Regions from separate parts of the Callithrix jacchus genome. Here region 2 is linked to region 1. Evidence: chromatin contacts called from public Hi-C data. All regions are on one chromosome and are shown on one strand. The core of a region is the stretch at or near the end of the contact, and the rest is flanking DNA. Distances in the headings are between cores, read along the strand shown. Region 1 holds the start of MBNL1 (muscleblind like splicing regulator 1). Region 2 overlaps LOC108588782 (a long non-coding RNA gene).

What was found. A called contact is a pair of places that touch in the nucleus more often than the background predicts.
Region 2: a Hi-C map of skeletal muscle shows a contact between it and region 1, with 4 times the contacts expected there. The contact joins the enhancer-like site here to the promoter of MBNL1 in region 1. A contact is called at or near these places in 2 of 3 Hi-C or Micro-C datasets (both in skeletal muscle).

Annotation. Positions count from the first base shown.
Region 1 is chr17:33,048,354-33,051,053 of calJac240_pri, reverse strand. MBNL1 (muscleblind like splicing regulator 1) reads left to right here and starts at 1,374. Exons shown (of 12, transcript XR_614783.5): 1 at 1,374-1,537.
Region 2 is chr17:33,116,503-33,119,202 of calJac240_pri, reverse strand. The region is part of intron 1 of LOC108588782 (a long non-coding RNA gene); the gene reads right to left. Among named protein-coding and RNA genes, the nearest start is that of MBNL1, 68 kb to the right of the region's middle. Within about 2 kb of position 1,367, at least 9 of the 16 cell types and tissues checked have an H3K27ac peak or open chromatin away from gene starts, as enhancers often do. A contact at or near this core is called in skeletal muscle, where this site is marked.

The DNA of each region.
Region 1 (2,700 bases), core at 125-2,624:
CTTTTAGTTTGCTTACACTGTGTGGGTACTTGAGTTCTTTTAAACAACGCTGGGAAGAGGCACCATTTAATTAATTAATTTGTTCTGGAAGTAATCACTGTACAATTTTAACTCAGTGCTTTGTAGATCTAGCTAAAGGTCAAGAACTCAAGTCAGCTATTCGTGTCTCTGGAAGGTATTTCTGCACTTTAGCACCTTTCTGATGTTTTTCCTTCACCTCGAGCTGGCCTCACTCTCTTCAACACAACCTAACCTGCAGGAAGAACGTTATACCATATCCAACATTTTTGTCCCAAATTGTGTCCCAAACGTGGGACCAACGTTTTTCATCAAAATCATCCTTGAACAAGTTATCGGAATTTCTTACAAAGGAAATCCTGCCCCCAATCTCCGAAACTTTATCACACCACAGACGTTCAGGATTCTTTCCATTCAAAGTGAAGCCAAGTTACACCTTATAACACCCAGTGAATTGTGATATGGGGCTGTGGTTTATTTGCTTTGGCGACAATATGGCTCACTTGCCATGAAACATACCAGTATTTAATATGTTATAAATATAAATATATTATATAAAATATAAATATATTTATTTTCAAAGAGGGAGCTTTGCTTTCTATGAATCACAGTGCAAAGTTGAGAATACATTGTAAAGTCCAAATATTATTTACAAACTAGAAGGAAAGCTGGCATGTGAGTGTTTGTGCTTGTGTGACAGTTTCACTAAGGAATTCCAAAACTGTGGACAGCCTGTTACTTGAAGAAAATACACAGTGGCAGTCTTGCAGATGTTTTTCCCGCCTGTTCACCCGCCAGTTTCAGAAACTGTTTGGTGCATTTTAAGGCGGCAGTCCCAACAGATCCAAGGATTCTAGTCTAATAGGTTCCTAACCTTCAGTCTAACCTTCCCGGCTTCCTTGCAAAGCCCGGTGCATGGGCCTCTTTCAAAACGGACCCACTGATGTGCCCGGCTAGTCGGTAGGAGCAGAAGTAGCCGGAGGGCGTCCAGTCTGCACGCCCGCCGCGAGGTTACAATGTTGAACGCAAAAGATGGAAGATACCAACGGGAGGCCGAGGGGATCCACGGCGCCCACGCGGGCTCCCGCTTCCTCCTGTTCTCGGCGCCGCGGGGCGAGCGCCCATGACCCGTCCTTGCGGACTCTCTCCGGTTGAGAGGCGACCCTGGGGCCCGGGGAAGCGCGGGAGGGCGCCGGCGGAAAGTTGAAGAGCGTTTTCCTCGCCGCCGCGTGCATTCAGGAGCTCGACGAGTCCGCCCTGGGCTTCCTGGTGGGGCTGGGCGGGCGGGGGAGGGGCCGCGCAGCAGCAGCGGAAGCCAGACCTCGGCGATAAGAGGCTGCACAGCGACATGCAACAGTCTTTTCACTGCAGCTGAATGAGTTGTGGCGCCCACAATGCTCCCGTGACAAGGAGCTGACAAGTTCTCTTTTCCGTCGCGGGCATCTTGGAATCATGACTCCCACAATGCCTTGGGCACTCGGTCGACAGTCGGGCCGCCTCTGAAAAAAAAATGTGAGAGGTAAGTTTCCATTTTCACAGTTTCCCCGCGCCGCTCCGCCGCGCTTCATTGTTCGGACTCCGGCGGGGCTGCCCGTGGCTGAAGGAGGAAGTGCGAGGAGGTGCTTGCCGGCCGCGGCTCTCCCGGGCCGGGGCGGGCCGCGCGCGGTGGTTGGTTTCGCGTCTCTCAGCACCTCCTGCCCGGGGGAAGGCGGGAGGCTGAGCTGCAGCAGCTCCTGCGCCCTTCCCCGCCACGGGCTTTGCGGACGCTGTCACGGCGCAGCCGGCGCACGGCTTGGCAGCCCGGAGGGACCGAGGGAGAAACGGGGGGCGAGAAGAGAAACAGGTGCGTGCAAGTGTACTCACAACTTAATGACCTTTGTCGGGGGAAGGTGCGAGTCCCTCTGAGGCGAGCGGCGCGCGGGTTCTCCCGGCGGCTCCCGCATCCCTGGCCCCGGGGCTGCCATCCCGCCCGGTTTTCATCTGGGCCAAATATGTGCACGCAAAGGTTAATTCTCTGCCTGCTACCCATAAATTACGCATGACATGTTTAGCTGGGCTGCCTTATATGGAGAGTGCTGTATTTCTGGCCAGTTTGCTTTTTGCCAAGTTTACAGGGCGGAAGACGCCCTGTGGGAGTGGGCTGCCTCCTCCTCCTCCTCTTCTTTTTTTTTCATCGTTTTGTAGTGCGTCACTCAAAAACTGTAAGAAAAGTAAGTATAGAAGCTTTTTGGGTGGAGCCGCAGTTGATTGATTGAATTGCTTTCCTGAAAGGTTGAAAAGAATGAAAAGTAGTTAGTACTTGGGTTCTGGTTTTTAGACAAAAGCAGGACAAATATGTAGCCCCCCCTACTTTTTTTTTTTTAAACGGAGCCGGAATCTGTTATTGGTAGTAATGTGTCATGTGAGAATACTTTGATTCCAGAGCCTGTAACACGAGCAGGTATATGGTGACGCTTATGCCTTCTCCTAGCCCAGCGCTTTACAACAACAAAGGTGCTGCTGCCAGACTCATACTGTGTTCTTAAGGCTCTCTGGGGCCCGGAGGGGGAGTATGCGGCTGTTGGGATTTTGGGGTCTGTTTCTGTGGAGTATGCCTCCCCAGGATGAAAATTGAGTAAGAAGCTGCCAGAAAGGTTGTTGCCGCTGACTTTACCTTGTGTGCCCACCAGCACAGGCACAAGC
Region 2 (2,700 bases), core at 118-2,617, 68 kb before region 1:
CTGCTTACCTCCCTAGAAGTCATATGGGTACTGTAAACAGCAAATGGATTAAGAAGAAGATTAGAAGGGCATAAAGACATGCTTTGCATGTGATTTTATGAGATTATTGCAAAAATCAACTCTCCATATGCAGACTAATCTGAGACATTACAGGGTTGCTGAAAATGCTCTGAAGAAAGCAATGATGTCACATGGTGCAGTAAACAAATGCTGGAATTGTGGCGGTTTGGGGGTTGGGTTACTGTCAGGAAAGTGGAATGCTTGCTAGCATTGATTTAACCGCAAATATTTGTAATAGGGATTCTCAAAAATTAGGTAGCATTCCTGGATGATAAGACATAGGTTGTTGAGCCCTAGGTACAACGTTTCTGATTCACTAGTTATGGTGTTAGGTCCTAGAATTTCTAATCTGTCTCTAAGTGACGCTGGTGTTTCTCTAAGGGATGCTGGTGTTCCTGAGGAGACCATTGAAAGAGGAGTTTAAAGTAAGTCAAGATCAGGAAAGGAATGTAAATATGAGAAGCTGTCACAATAGAACATAGTGAAGCTTTTACGAGACAGAAGTATGCCCTGCTTAAAGTATTCAAGTTGAAAATGAGATAATGCCAACAGCAATTAGAGTAAATGCAGTTTAAAACAAAAAGGATATGAGCCTGATTTATTCTGTCTGCTTCTTGAATGTAAAAGTTTTTAACGGTCATTGTCTATATTACTGAGTTTTTATATACTCCAAGTACAAACTTGATTGTGACTTCATTGAATTTAGTCTCTATATTTTCGTTGCAGAAAACTGAGGCTCATGGAGAAAATTAGAAAATTTAATGAGAAAGCCACAATGAAAAATCTCAAAAGGAGGGACTTTAGAAAAATGACTACAGACACCTAGGAATTTAAGAGGTAGACTGCCACGTGCTGCAGGAAGCTCAGGAGAAACTGACAAAAGTCCTGGACAACAAGTATTAATCGCTTGTAAAAAGCATTCAAGGGCTGGCATTTAAGGAAAAGAAAGCCGACATTTGTTGGAGGTCTATGATATGCTGTAATTTCTTCCAGGCATCCTTGGAATGTTTTTCTCATTTATCCTCACAATTATTCTATAAGATGGCATTGTTACTACATTTTACAGATAAGGAATCTAAAACTCAGAAACATTAAGAAACTTGCCGGATGTCACATATCTAGTAAACGTGAGAGCTGAACACAGACCTGCCTTATTCCAATGACCATTTGGTTTTTGTTATATCACTGGCTTTTACTCAGCCACAAAATTGAGAACATGAGAGGACTGTCTGTACATGAAACGCTTCCTTGGTCTACCTTTCAACCGGAAAAAAAAAAAAAAAACAAATTCTTCTTTCCAGACAGTCAAATAACAGAACCTTATCATCCTGGAAGACAGACAGTATTTTTAATTATTTTAGCAAAATACTCTGGAAAAGCAAAGTAAAATAAAAAGAGCTTGAGTTTTAGCCATCAACTCACTAAATTTAAATCCTGGTTTCATTAAATCTTGTCATTCTGCTTTTCCCAGTAACATACCAGGGTGAGGTAAATTATATCTAACTAATATGAGAATAAATGAACCTATGTGACCCAACTTAAATTTACATGATATAAATAAAATGTTCAGGCATAATTCCTGCCATACTACAGATGTTGCAGAAATATTATTTCCTTCTACCTTTGTCTAAGTTAATATTATAAGCCAAAACACTCAGAAAATGTTCTTACTACTCGTTAGCAACTCTCTTGTTTTTCTCAGCAGTCCCTTATCTGAACTCTTTCACTTTTGTTTCCTGTTCCACTGGTCTCTTCCGCTTTGCAATGCTGCTAATCTTTTACTGAGCAAATGTGTCTTTTGTCTTACACTCTTTTATGAAGTGCATACTAGCCCAGATCCTAACATTCTGTAAAGAAAAAATGCTACTGAATGCAATGTTTAAGCAGTATGAAATGGCACCTGCATCATCATATTTCATACTTTCATATTTTTGTTTATATTTCTTTGAAATTAGTTTTAGTCTTTCCTGTGTGTAAAAATAAATATGCTCATTGTAGAAAATACTAAAAATGCAGAACTTTTTAAAGTTCTCCAAAATTTTGCAACTCAGAAAAACCTCCACACTGTTAGTATTCTCTCTCTCTCTCTTTTTTTTTTTTTTTGCAGGCTTCCTTTCACCACATTTGTGTGTGTGTGATCATAATTGAATTCGAAATGGGTTATTGCACTTGAAATAATATCATATTCCTTTTCATTTGTCATTAGAAAACAATGCAATAACATAGCTTTGAATGGTGCATAATATTTCATCATATAACTATCCCTGCTGTATTTGTTTATAATCTCCCCTGGGAAAAGAGTTGCAATACAAATATCTATTTAAATTGCTATTGCTTGAAAAATAGAACTAATGAGAAAACACACAATTACAATGCATATTCAATCTCATAATTGTAGAGTGTGTACAGCTATAGCTTTAGCAAAAGAAGAATTAAAATATTAAAAATTCACTAACATTCACTAAGTGTCTCATGAATAGTTTTACCAGTTTATGTTGTATATTGTTATTATGCAAATGTTCATTGATATACCGTTTTGTTATTGTTAGGAAGGCAATAATTTTCTATAAATACTTGTTGAATAAACAGAAATAAAAAAGACTTTTGTAGCTTTATATTCCTATGGTACAAAAAATACTT